Regions from separate parts of the Mus musculus genome. Here region 2 is linked to region 1. A link is a contact called in public HiChIP or PLAC-seq data. All regions are on one chromosome and are shown on one strand. Each heading gives the region's core, a stretch centred on a gene start, on an enhancer-like site or on the middle of the called end of the contact. The rest is flanking DNA. Distances are from core to core; before and after follow the strand shown. Region 1 holds the start of Tmem160 (transmembrane protein 160). Region 2 has its middle 15 kb from the start of Gm24708.

The links. HiChIP or PLAC-seq counts read pairs in DNA pulled down with a chosen protein or histone mark.
Region 2: an H3K27ac HiChIP or PLAC-seq map of large pre-B cells shows a contact between it and region 1, with 2.3 times the contacts expected there. The contact joins the enhancer-like site here to the promoter of Tmem160 in region 1. A contact is called at or near these places in 2 of 15 datasets of contacts at CTCF or cohesin (the NIH/3T3 cell line and embryonic stem cells), 22 of 484 Hi-C or Micro-C datasets (the AML12 cell line, the Ba/F3 cell line, CD4 T cells and 18 more), 12 of 115 datasets of contacts at active chromatin or transcription factors (the 230-238 cell line, embryonic basal ganglia, embryonic forebrain and 8 more) and 4 of 9 other capture datasets (adipose tissue, liver, macrophages and 1 more).

Annotation. Positions count from the first base shown.
Region 1 is chr7:16,449,057-16,455,714 of GRCm38.p6, reverse strand. Tmem160 (transmembrane protein 160) reads right to left here and starts at 2,936. Exons shown (of 3, transcript NM_026938.1): 1 at 2,545-2,936; 2 at 1,502-1,594; 3 at 225-554. The coding sequence starts at 2,752. The coding sequence ends at 289.
Region 2 is chr7:16,636,761-16,643,571 of GRCm38.p6, reverse strand. No RefSeq gene overlaps it. Among named protein-coding and RNA genes, the nearest start is that of Gm24708, 15 kb to the right of the region's middle. Within about 2 kb of position 4,326, at least 35 of the 459 cell types and tissues checked have an H3K27ac peak or open chromatin away from gene starts, as enhancers often do. A contact at or near this core is called in the 230-238 cell line, the AML12 cell line and neural progenitor cells, where this site is marked.

The sequences.
Region 1 (6,658 bases), core at 1,687-4,186:
CTTGGCCTTGTTCCTTTGAACTGATTTACTTGTATGTGTGTCCATGTGTGGTATGGTGTGGAAATTAGGTCTCTTCTTCTACCACGCAGGTCCTGAGTATCAAACTCAGGTCGCCAGGCTTAGGAGCAAGTGCCTTTACCCACTGAGCCTCGTCCCCAAAGGTTGCCCTCTTCTCCCCTCCCCACCTCCCCAGATAACAGGAGCTATCACTCAGAGTCTTGAACTGCGGAAGGGTCAGGTTTTAATGTCCCAGTCGTCAGGCCCAGCCAGTCCCCACAGCCCTGTTGTTTACTCAGGGGGTGGCCTGCCCGCTTCATCTGGGCCTTCTGTACTGGCTGCCCCATCATCCTCAGGCACCAGTTCCACGTCCAGTTCCAACTGGCCCATGTAGAGACCTACTGCACAAGCCCAGAGCAGACTGGCAGCCAACACTGCCCCCACACCAGCGGCAGCACCAGCAAGCGACAGTTGCATGGGTCCCCGCAGCGCTGCCAGACCCACCGCATAGGAGGCTCCGCCCCACACCACGCACAGGCCACCCAGCAGGAAGAAGCCTGTGGAAGAAGGAGCAGTAGTCAATAGTTACAGGGTCCAGCGTATCCCAAGGGGCTGACAGGGTGACGGGTGGGGAGGATGAGTCAGTACGAGCACAGGGCGGGACAAGGCTTCTAACGTCAGCTAGTGAGAGGCTGGAGCAGTGCTAGCTAACGGAAGGCTTACTCGGGCTACTGCGACTGCCTCAAAATAACACGGGAAGGGGTGGGGTGGGGGGGGCAGTCCTGGAGAGATGGCTTCAAGGTTAAGAGTACTTGTTGCTCTTTCAGATGGCCTGAGTTCAGTTCCCAGAACCCACATGGTGGCTCACAACCATCTGTACCTCCAGTCCGAGGGGTTCTTGTGCTCTCTTCTGGCTTCATGGGTACCAGGCATGCACATGGTCTCCATATACACATATACACATAAAATAAAAATAAATCTCAAAAAAACAAAAAGGCTGGTGATGTAGTTCAGTGGTCGAGCCCCTGCCTAGAATCCCCCAGTGAGGGACTGGGGGCGTGGCTCAAAGGTAGAGCACTTGGCTAAAAAATTCCAGTGGAAGGATGGCGATGTGTAGCTCAGTGACACAGCACTTAACTAGTAGGCTGCTTTCCTTCCCGTTATAGCAATACATAAACAAACAAACAAACAAATAAAGGCAGACAAGGACTCAAATACATGAGACTTTGTAAAAGGAAGTATGTGAGACTTGGAGGAGAAATTCAATATCCAAAGGGGCTGGTCTGGGGTATAAACAAAGGTGTCCACATAAGTCAAGGCTACTTGGAAACTGTCTGGTGGACTCCTCACAATGCCGATGAAGGAGGTGTAAGAGGAGATGTAACTAGTGAGGCAAGAGAAAATGGAGGGAGTGCTCTCCTTTTCCAACTGTTAGGGTAGGAGGACTCAGAACTGGAGGAAAAGGGGGAGGGGCCCATTTCCCATAGGGATGGTCTGTACTCACCATAGGCAGCTTCCCGGCCCATGTCACTCTGCATGAAGGAGATGACCCCAATGCCGGATGACAGAAGTCCATTTCGGAACCAGGAGAGAAAAGCTGCGGGGAGTTGGGGGATGGAGCTCTGCATCAGCAAGCCCTGCTTCCTAGATCCCCTCTCACCCTATTCAGCCACAAGACAAAAGTATTCTAGATGCGGATCCCTTCCGGGAAGCCCCATGCAAGTCCCATTCCTTTACCCTTCTGTCCCAGACGTTCAAAATCTAGAGCACGAATTGAAGTTTGAGGATAGAAAGTCTTCCCAAGTCTTCCCTTGTGCATCCTGCGGTCTTCCCTCTCTCCCTCAGACCTCTGGGACAAACTTCTCCAGCCTGTCCCTTCCCCTGTGTGGTAACCGCTCCTACCTAGCATGGCCTCATCCTTGCGTCCACACCTCCCCACCACTCAAGTACCTGAGTGCTGCCAAAAGGCTGTTCCCACTACTAGCCCCATTCAACACCAGACCAGCTCCAATCTCTCAACTCATTGCCTCGTTTGAGATTCCTCCCTCTGCAGTCTAGATCACCTCTCCCTCCAATCAGCAGCCACCTTCTCTACCATTGGTTACACGCTGGTCCAATCCGGAACTTCCCCATCTTCTGCGGGTAGCCACACTCTTGTTTTATTCCAAGTGGTCCCCTCTGTCTGTAATCCTAACGGATACCCCTGTCTCAAGCAACTTGTTCCCTCCCAGCTGCCTCTGGAACGGTCTCTCACCTAGGCAGTGTGGTGCTGCCAACTACTTCTTCCTAACCGTAGCCTCCTCCCCACCCCCACTAATCCCTGCTGTACCCCTTTAGCCAGGACCCGAAAGATGGTGTCCTATGCGGCCAGGCTGCAAAATCTCCAACCCCCAACACCGGTTCCCTGCGCTCACATGAGGAAGCTGCCCCCGCTGAGCACAGGCCCTGTTCCCAGCAGATGCTTGCCTTACTCTGGCCACCCACTCCCACGTGCACATTGAAACCCCTCTCCTTGTAGCGCGAACGACCCCGGCCCCTGCCACTGACCTGTCTCATGTGCCTTGCGGAGGAGCCAAGCGTCCGCGCGATCCAGCTCGGACACTGGAGGCGGCGACGCTCCCGCGCGTGGCCCGTGGCCCGGGGCGAAGGACCCGCGCGCGCCCCCGCTGCGGGGCCGCTGAGGAGGCTGCAGAGACCCCCGGAAGCGCAGGCGGGCCAGGCGCGCGACCCGAGCCCACCACCAGCCGCCTCCCATGGCTCGCAATGGGGCCGCGACACCAGCTCCGCCCCACGGGCCTACTGTAGGCTGGAGGTCACATCACTCATGAGGAGCGACACAACCATTGGTGATCTGCCCGCAACTCTATCCCGGAACGCAATACCTATTGGTGTATCTGGCTGTGTCTCCACTTCAGTTATATGTGCCGGTAGTGTGTGACCCACCTTATTTTTATCATCAGACTACAAATCCCAGAGATCAATGTACGGCAGGCAGTTCGACCTGCAGAAGGGTGCGGCGGAATATCTGCTGGGACTTGTAGTTTCAAAAAAGTTAATGCTCTCAACAGCCAGGAAACAAAACTTGTACTAGTTGCTTAGACTAGTTGCAAAACTGTGGTGAACTCACGGAAACAACTACCAGTTACCTCACTAAAGAGGACACATAACTATTTTGTTGTATTCCTCTTCAGTTTTTCTTCTATGCAGATTTTAATAAGATGTCATTTCTGGAAATTCATTCCTGTCTTTACTTAGATTCTTTCCAAAACGTTATTACCGGTACTGGGACTCAAACTTAGTGAGAGTGGCCGAGAGAGTATTTAACAGAAGAGAGACTGCAGAGGAGAAGCAGAGGAGGGGACAGAAGCAACAGACTCAAGACCTGGCAAAGATCTTGATAGCAGCCACAGCCAAACCACGGGACACATAAGAAATGCCTAAAACAGATAGTCTCAGGAGAAGGAGATAAGAGGGAGGGGGCTAAAGATCAAAGGTGCCCCTCCCAAGCCCAGGGCAGCCCTAAAGGTGAAAGGGAACCCAACAACTTGTTTGTAGATAATAAAGTTGAACTTTCTGCCTTGCTAAAACCTGAAGGTAAAGTCTCCTCATCAGTTTATAAGTGACTTTCAGTGGCAACAGAAACAAAAGAAACAACCAAGACCTCTTAGGGGCCCTGAAAAGTTCGGACTATTGTGCCTCCTCTAAGAAGGCTTTACTTTGCTAACTACAGGTGACCTCCCTAGAGCCAGGGGACTCAGGGCCTTGGCATCAGACAATGGCCAATCTGTCACCAATTGCCAGAAGCCGACCCCCACCTTGTGTATACACCAGTGCAGCAATGGCCTCCTGGTTAAAGATGACGCCAGGGTGACTCATTACCAGCCTCTCTTCTTGAATGCCCCAGGATGACTTTTCAGCTGCCCTGCTGCCTGACCCTGACCTTGATCGGTGGGCCTCTGCATGACTGCTCAGATCATATGTGCAGAGCCACTCCGGACAGGAGTATCAACCCACAAAGCTGAACTGGTGGCAGCTCTGACCAAGGCGTTACAGCTGAGAAAAGACAAGAGACACAGATAGCCAGTGTGCCTTTGCTACTGCTGATATCTATGGGACTATTTATATAGAGAGAGGCCTTCTGGCGGCAGAAGGACAGACTAAACTCCGTCCCAGAGGGCAGTGAGACAGCCCAGTGAGTGACCCTAAAAATTGGGCTCCTCATGTCCTTGATTGCCCTAGACCCAGGAAACCTCATACTCTCTGATCAGACAGAAGATGTGATCTGAGCCAAAACCCTGTCCATGTCTCAGTGTCCTAAGAGATGATGGAGGACAGCTAGCTGATCACAAACTAATTGTACCAGAGAAAATGGGTATACGCATACTGAAAAAGATTCAATGTTCTTCACACATAGGATGCCAGAGAATGCAGGACTTAGTCTACCAGTCCCTCATCATAATTAAAGATGCCAGTCTGAAAACAGCTGAAATTGTTAAAAACTGTAAGGGCTGTCGATTGGCTAATATGGTTGCCAATGAGAAGAACCCTGGTATTCAGTACTGCAGCACCAAGCCAGGAGTCTATGAGGAAACGGACTTCATAGAGGTAAAACCAGGACAATTTGGATATAAACACACACACACACACACACACACACACACACACACACACACACACTCACACACACACACTCATATATACACACTCACACACACATACACTCACACACACATATACACACTCACACACACACTCACACATACACACACACACTCACACACATTCACACACACATACACACACTCACACACACATACATACACACATACACACACACGCACACACTTATTTGTATTTTGGTTTTTCAAGACAGGGTTTCTCTGTGTAGCCCTGGCTGTCCTGGAACTCACTCTGGAGACTAGGCTGGCCTCAAACTCAGAAATCCACCTGGGATTAAAGGCATGCACTACCACTGCCAGCCCTTTTTTTAAATCATAAACAAGACTATGCCTGTGTTAGGTTGTTCTGACAAGAATGCCTTCCTTACCCATCTGTCTTAGGTTGGTAAGGCTCTGTGCATAATCTTACCCAGCTTTGACTGCCAGCCTGTTAAACTAATGGCTCTGTCTGGGGTCCATTTTCAGTTTCAAGCCTTGTATTTTGGCTGCCAACATGCTGATGTTGTTAAAGGCGAGTTTTATCAAAATGAGAAGGAATAAAAGCATTTCCAGGACAAGAAGGGCTAACATGATCAAGTTACTATATATGCCATTCTTGAAGCTTGAACAAGATGGAAACACTGACCTTAAACCATGAATAACTTTACAGCAATAACCACAGCATCAAAACTTCTTTAAACTGATAATCTCAGTGTGCAAAGTTAAAATATCCAGAGAGGTGTTAGAACTGTGCCAAATGCCCTGTAAATGTCTTTGAATTGTCTCCCAATTATAATGGCTGTCGTTGTAAATGTTAGAACTGACACAAGTCCATTGTTATTTAGCATGGCACTTGAGATGGTTTCATACTCTTTTTTGTTTTTGTTTTTTGTTTGTTTGTTTGTTTGTGTGTTTTGTTTTTGAAGACAGGGTTTCTCTGTGTAGCCCTGGCTGTCCTGGAACTCACTTTGTAGACCAGGCTGACCTTGAACTCAGAAATCTGCCTGCCTCTGCCTCCCCAGTGCTGGGATTAAAGGCGAGCGCCACCACTGCCCGGTGGTTTCTTACTCTTAAACTCTGAACCTCCTCCCCGATAATGTGAATAGTATCATAAACAGTATCAGTTCATTGTTCCCAACACCTATCTAAATGTTCTTGAATACTCAGAGCATTCGTGACTTTTTTGCTAAATGATTAACAAAAGTGCAATTGCAAAAGCAGTGGTGTTAGCTATTATTGTGATCAAAGCTGCTATACTGGCAATAATCAAGTCCACTACCCTCTTGCTTCTGCTTAAACCTGACTGTATTCTTCCAATATTTGTAAGGTTTGGGTTTTTTTTTTCACAATACCAAGGTCTTTATACTCACGGGCAATCAAACAAAAGCTGGTTGATAGACCACCATAATAGACATGCCAGATTTCAACACACTAACACAATTAGAATGTGCACAATCAATACAACTTACAATAAATACCATAGAAGAAACAACAGTAGTTTGTTTGTGTGTGTGTGTGTGTGTGTTTTGTTTTGTTTTTTTTTTTTTTCGAGACAGGGTTTCTCTGTGTAGCCCTGGATGTTCTGAAACTCATTATGTAGACCAGGCTGGCCTCGAACTCAGAAATCCGAAATCCGCCTGCCTCTGCCTCCCAAATGCTGGGATTAAAGGCGTGCGCCACCACACCTGGCAACAATAGTTTTAACATGACCAACTAATGAAAGGTTAGGAGCTTTAACACATGCACTAACACTTCTTTGAAATCCAGATACTGTCCCAATTTTATCTATTGGTTTTTTTTTTTTTGTTGTTTGTTTGTTTTTTCTAAATTATTTTTTTTTCATTTTTATTAATTTTTTATTACGTATTTTCCTCAATTACATTTCCAATGCTATCCCAAAAGTCCCCCACACCCTCCCCCACCACTCCCGTACCCACCCATTCCCATTTTTTGCCCCTGGCGTTCCCCTGTACTGGGACATATAAAGTTTGCAAGTCCAATGG
Region 2 (6,811 bases), core at 3,077-5,576, 190 kb before region 1:
GTGCCCTGCCCCAAGCCACTCACTGTCCTTGAAGCTTGCCTGGCTTAGCACTGTCCTCTGTCAGCGTCTGACTGACAGCTTCTAGAGAGCAGGGACCCAGCATTGGGTGGAAAATGTCCATCAGCTGTAAGAGCAGAGCAGACAGCAGCTCAGATGCCATCCCTCACCTGCTCCAGTCTCCTCCAGCAGGGCCTCCATCTGCACCTGTGCCCCCGGGGTTCCTCTTCCTGTTGGTTAAGGGAGAGAGGCCTCATCTGGGTCCCATTCAGAGGTACAGGCCACGATGCTGGGGAGGAGCTTGAAGCAGCCGCCCACACTGAAGGTGGGTCTTGTCACATGTACTGAGCGACCAAGATAATATCTCCAGACATTCTCTGAGGCTACCCCCACTCAGGGGAGCCCTCCCAGGGCTGACACTGGATGACAGACACAGGGGCTAGACAGTAAGTGTTTCCATAAGTCTGTGCCTGTGGCCTGTCACCTAGAAGACAGTTTCCAGCTGACAACACTGAGCATGACAGTTACCTTGCAGTAGCACCTGAGAGGTCTGGAAGTTTCCTTCCAGAAAAATTCAACTAGAATGTGGCACCATCAATTCTTTGAACAAATGTCCGAATGATTCCAAAGTGTAACCATATTTTGTTTTCCATTAGATTTCTCTGGGTTCTGGATTCTTCTTCAGTGCTGGGAATCAAGCATGGGGGCTTGCCTGAGGTGATAATATGCCCATTTAATGCCAGCACTCAGTACCGGCAGGCACATTTTTGAAAGTCTAAGGTATGACTAAGGTATGAAAGTCCATAGCAAGTTCAAGGCCAGTCAGGGCTACATAGTGAGACCCTGTCAGCAAAAGAAAAAGAAAGGTGCTCCACAGATGGCTCAGGGGTCAAAAACACTGGCTGTTCTTCCAGCACCACATAGACGCTGACAACTATCCATAAGTCTAGCTCCTTTGTCTGTCATGTCCTCTCTTGGCCTACATGTGCACCAGGCTTGTGAGTTGTGCACAGGCCTCCATGTGGGTAAAACACCCAAACACACAGAATAAAAGTTTAAGGGCTGGAGAAATGGCTCAGCAGTTAAGAGCACTGACTGCTCTTCTGAAGGTCCTGAGTTCAAATCCCAGCAACCACATGGCGGCTCACAACCTTCTGTACAGTTACAGTGTACTCATATACATAAAATGAATAAATAAATCTTTTAAAAGTTAGTTTAACCTTGTTTTTAAAAAAGTTAAACATATGTTAAGAAACATAGAAAATAAAACAGAATATGCCATGCAAGATGGAAATCTTGGCCACTGCCTGGACAGGGAGCTGGAGAAGAGGAAGGGAGAAGCCAGGTGTATGAGTCAGGCACAGAGGTCAGCACAGGGCAGCACCACAGGGGAGACAAGCAGCCCCCCTTGGGGGGAGGGAGAAGCTTCAGAAAAGAGCCAAGAAGCTCAGAGTGTCAATCCGAGGGCCTGGAACAAAGTCAGGTAGTTAAAAGCAAGGAAAAAAAGGAAAAGTTAGCATCTCAGAATCTAGAAAAACAGATGGTGTTAGCCCTGCCTCATGTGGTGGATCTGCACATGCCGTGGATCCCTGCCTTGTGCTGTGGATCCGCACGTGGCTGTGTTGGGAGCACACTACGCCAGAAACAGGTGAACAGGTTTCTGTCCTTCAACAATGTCAGAATCAACTGAATAACGATCCACAGCATGCAGGGGTTTCAGTGACTTTAGTGACGTTGTCATCTAATCCTCCTACCTCTCTAGCTTGCCCGAGAGAATGAGAACTCTCACATCAGACAGCTCACAGTAAGTGTAGCCAATGCGTCTGTGTGCATATAGGCAGGTGCAAAATGATACCAGTTAAAGAGGCTACAGAAGTGGGCTAGAGAGTCCCGCTGCCCAGACTGCAGATCAAAAGTATTTACAGCCCTGCGGTGGTGGTACAAGCCTTTAATTCCAGCACAGAGCAGGTGCATCTCTGTGAGTTTGGGGCCAGCCTGGTCTACAGACTTCCAGGACAGTCAGGGCAACCCAGTGAAGGAAGCCCTGTCTCAAGAACAAAACAACAGTAAAACTAAACTATTGAGAAACAAGTTACAGCCACGCTGACACACAGACAACGTGACCTCCCGCCATTATTCCTCACTTCACGTGCGTGACTATTATTGAGCTTCCACGGCTTTTGGGGTGTGCAGAGCTCCTGAATTCAGTTCCCCATAAGTACTGAGGGTTGGCTATGTGTTTGATTCAGACCCTCTTGGATTTCCATGATGTGGGAATTTCTGGCTTTGTTGGAGACTGGGTTTTGTCATGTGACATATATCTGGAAACTGTCTTATAAGAGGATGTTTGGCTGAGAACAGACAAGTAGTGATTTTCCGAAAGCTCCTGATGAAATGGCGTGTGATATTTGGCTGGAGTGGAAGCTTGAGAAGACAATTGATGTTTGGAAAGAGTAAATTTAAAAAGTATAAATAAAAAATATAATAAAGTATTAAAAAAATAAAAGTATAATAAAGTTTAACCCAGCAGACAGTGAAAGATGCCGTGTGGTATTGGTTTGCCTTGCGACTCTTTGCTGGTCATCACTGGGCTTCGCCGACACTGCTCTTTGCTGACGATGCTCTTGCATTGGTTCTCCTTGCTTTCTTCACTGATCTTCACTTGTCGTGACTTCATAGAGAAATGCACCAAAGAACTTCTGGTGATATTCGGGCTGCTTTTTGGCACTTCTGCAGACAAACACCACTTGGTGGAGCCTTGAGGTTTCTTTGGGATTGAGCTGCTGCTGCTGATTCGTGTTTGGTGTTTGCTAGTGGACTGGACTGCTGACAACAAAGATTGGAATTATCCCAAAGAACTATTTCTAAACGGGTCCATAACTCCTGTTTTCTATTAACCTTTCTTTTGCCATACCTCTGTTGGGTGGTGGGCTAGAAGAGATGTTGAAGCATCAAAAAAAAAAAAACATAATTAAGTATGTTTTGAAAAATCTAAACCTACATTTCTGCTTTATACTAACTTGTTAAGACCCTGAATACAGAAATCACAGGACCTCTGTTTATACCTTGTTTGTTTCTTATCTACTCTGTTCATGCCTTAGGACTGACCATATTCTTTGTATATACCTAGAATGATATAAACGCACACTAGAAAAAAATAAAGCTGCTTCAGCCTCAGCACTGGAGTCATGTCATAGTTTTGTTTCATTGTCTTTTTCTTTTCAATCCTCAATCCCTCCCTGGAGACCTTGTTGGCTGACTGAGCTGGCTTGGTCATAGAACTTCTCAGCTCCTCCCACACCATGCCTGCCTGGACACTGCCATGTTCCTGCCTTGATGATATTAGACTGAACCTCTGAACCTGTAAGCCAGCCCCAGTTAAATGTTGTCCTTATCAGAGTTGCCTTGGTCATGGTATCTGTTCATAGTGGTAAAACCCTAACTAAGACACTCCCCTTAGATCTGAAACATTTGAAGACTTCACATGGATATCCTCAGCATCTGCCCTCAGACGGAGGAACGCTGAGCCTACGGTTTTCATGGGACAGAGACGTCCATTTGTTTAGTTCAAGACTGGTTATTGAAGACCTGAAAGCTGTGGGTTCCAGTGTCAGATGACAAGCAGATGAGGGAAAGAGTCCAAGTCCTGCTCTCAGACTATGGTTTTTGTGACTTGGAGGGGGGCTGTGTCACAGACTTTGTGAAGGAACAGAGGAAGAGACCGAATAGGAGGAGTTCATGTTCACAGATTTTGGCCATCCCCTCTGGGGTCCAGACATCTATTAAGGCCTTTGTGGTGGAGAAGTGGCTGCCGAGGCTGTAGAGCATCGTGTGCTTCATTAGATCTGCTGCCTATGGCCTGTTGTCAGAGTCAGTTACTGTGTTTTCTTCTTCTCAACTTCCCCATGATAGGACACAAGGCAGATGATCATCAACAAGTATATAAGGCAGGGTTTCTCAACCTGTGGGTCTCCACCCCTTTAGGAGTTGAATGACTTTTTCACAGGGGTCACCTAATACCATATGTATATTAGATATTTACATTATCCTTCATTACTGTAGCAAAATTCCCATTATGAAGTCACAATGAGAACAATTTTGTGGTTGGGGGGAGGGTCACTGCATCGTGAGGAACTCTATTAAGGGGTTGCCACATTAGGAGGGAATTTTAAATATGAGTAATGACCTGGCCTTGGGACAGGGAAGCATCCCAAATCAACAGTCTGTTACCATTTGCCTAGCTGTGAGATTTCACTGAGCTGGACCTGTGAGGACAAGCACTTGCCAAAGACATGTTTCTTAGAAATCTATCAGAGCAGTTGGCTGATGGCCTGGGCACCCGTCCAGCTCTGCCCTCCGTGCTGAGTCTCAGCAGAAAGAGATACCCAGGGGACCCAGCTGTGGCTGTTGTGGCTAATAAATCATGTTTCCTGACAGCTCTAACAGGAAGTGAAGTTCCACCTCTGAAAGACAAGTCCCCAGTGTCACCTGGAGTGGCATCTAGGACAGAGATCTGGAGCCAAGGCTTCCATGTGCTCGCCTGTAGGCGTAACGTTATTGTGTGCTGTGTAAAGACTCTCCTTGTATTACTCAGACGCTGATTTCTGTACCCCCCAAATATGATTGCCAACCTTATTCTAAGAATCTCCTGTCTCAAAGTTGTGTACACATTGCTCCCCAATTATTCTCTGATTGGTCAATAAAGCTAGCTGATCAGCCAATGATTGAGCGGGGGAAAAAAATGGGGCTGGACTTCCTCCCAGCCAGAGGATAGGGTGGAGGACAGAGAGAGAAAATAGGGATTAGCTAGGGGGAGAGAGTCCAGGAGACACCATGAGAAAACACCTGGAGCAGAGAGAGCCAGTTCAGTACTATGCTGGGAATTTTGGCTGGGGGGTAGCCAGATTAGCACAGAGGACTAGAATAGATTAATGCTACTCGATTGTTGTGCCCTTAAAGCTTGTTAAATAAAAACAGCAGTCAAATCTCAATCGTTTGGGAGATAGCTAGGTTAAGAGAAAAACTGCAACAGGTATTAATCCCCACTAACACTCACCTATCTGTGAGGATCTCACAGCTCCTCCAGCGAGGCCCCTCCTGATTCCCACAGGGTTGTGATCATGGTGAGAGGCCCAAGGGTGTGGACTGAGTCTGACATCCTCAGGCCTAGTTATCCAACACACAGCAGGGTGGAGTCAGGTGAAGAATTCTGATCCATCTCCACCATGTGTGTCCTGCACTAAATGTTCAAACCCCAATAAGGGGATGCAAGGCAGTGGAGAGGCAGGCACAGTCCAGGCCTGACAGCCCCGTGTAAAAAGTTGAATTATCATCTCCAGCACCTGGAGATCAACAGAGCTAAACACACTGTGTGTTCAGAGAGACCTATATACATTCAAGGTTTCTTCCATGTAGAACCTATGTTTTTCTGGATGATATTTCAGAGTAGCAGGGACCCCCAACCACTCCCTTCACGCCTCCGTTAAGTGAGTTAGAGGCTATTTCCTACTTTACAATTTCACACCTAAATGAACGTGTCCTACTTTGCGAAAGTACAAGGCTCAAAGATTCTCTGATTATGAGCAAAATCACAACCCCTTTTTCCATGCAGGTAGCTGAGACTCGTTTTTCTTTAATAGTTTGCTCGGCTGTGGTGGGTAAGTTCCGGCAGGTAAAAAGCTAGGCTGGAAGGAGAGCAAGGCCTCCCATCAGTGTCGGGCCCTCTGGTCCTGTGCATAACCCAGCCCGGGTTTGCGAAGGTGGTGTGGCCATCCTACGTGGTGTGGGAAAGCAACATGAACCGTGTTCCCACAGCGCCCTGGAAGCTGTGTCCTGTCCCTGGAAAGCTCTTGACTCAGGTGTCTCTGCCCCATATGTCCGGGGCGAGGGATGCTTTCCCTAACCACCTTCTCTAGAGACCAGGAGCACCCCTTCCCGGTTTACTTCTCTGTCCCCTGTGTATTTGCAGTCAATCTCTGGCTATAGAAGCCTTTGCTGCTCTGCCAACCAGTCCACTAGAACCATGGCTTTATGAGGACAGGGACTAGGCTGCTGTTTGGAAAGATCATGTGCCTGGGAAAGACTTATACACCTGTGAATGAGTGAATGAGTGAATGAATAAATGAATGAAGGCATGCTCAGGGTCCTGAATGCCCATAGATTTATTTACGAAATTCTCAGTTTAGTTACTAATGAAAGTGTTTGATCTACTTTTATATGAGGATTGAATGTGTGCACATACCCATGTGTGTATGTAATAAAATTGCATGAAGCCTAATTAAAATTCAGGGTCAGGTTGATTTCTGGTACCAGTCACCAGGCAAGCCAGGAAAGCCTGAGGTCTCCTGACAGCAGGAGAAGGAGGGGAGTCTGCCTTTCTCTAGAGAAAGATCGCCATATATGTGAACTGGTCAGGCGTGGTCAGAGAAACACTCCTATGGGAACTCTCTGAGTCATTAAAAAAAAGGAAGGAAGGAAGGAAGGAAGGAAGGAAGGAAGGAGAGAGAGAGAGAGAGAGAGAGAGAGAGAGAGAGAGAGAGAGAGAAAGGAAGGAAGGAAGGAAGAAAGAAAGAGAGAAAAACGAAAAGAAGGGCCGGAGAGATGGCTCAGCAGTTAAGAGCACCAACTGCTCTTCCAGAGGCCCTGAGTTCAATTCCCAGCATCCACATGGTGGCTCACAGCCATCTGTATTGGGATCTGGTATGTCTGAAGACAGCTACAGTATGCTCATATACATAAAATAAATAAATCTTTAAAAAAAATAAAAAACCACACACATGGATAACTATTCCTGGGCATAGGGCCTGGCCCAGAG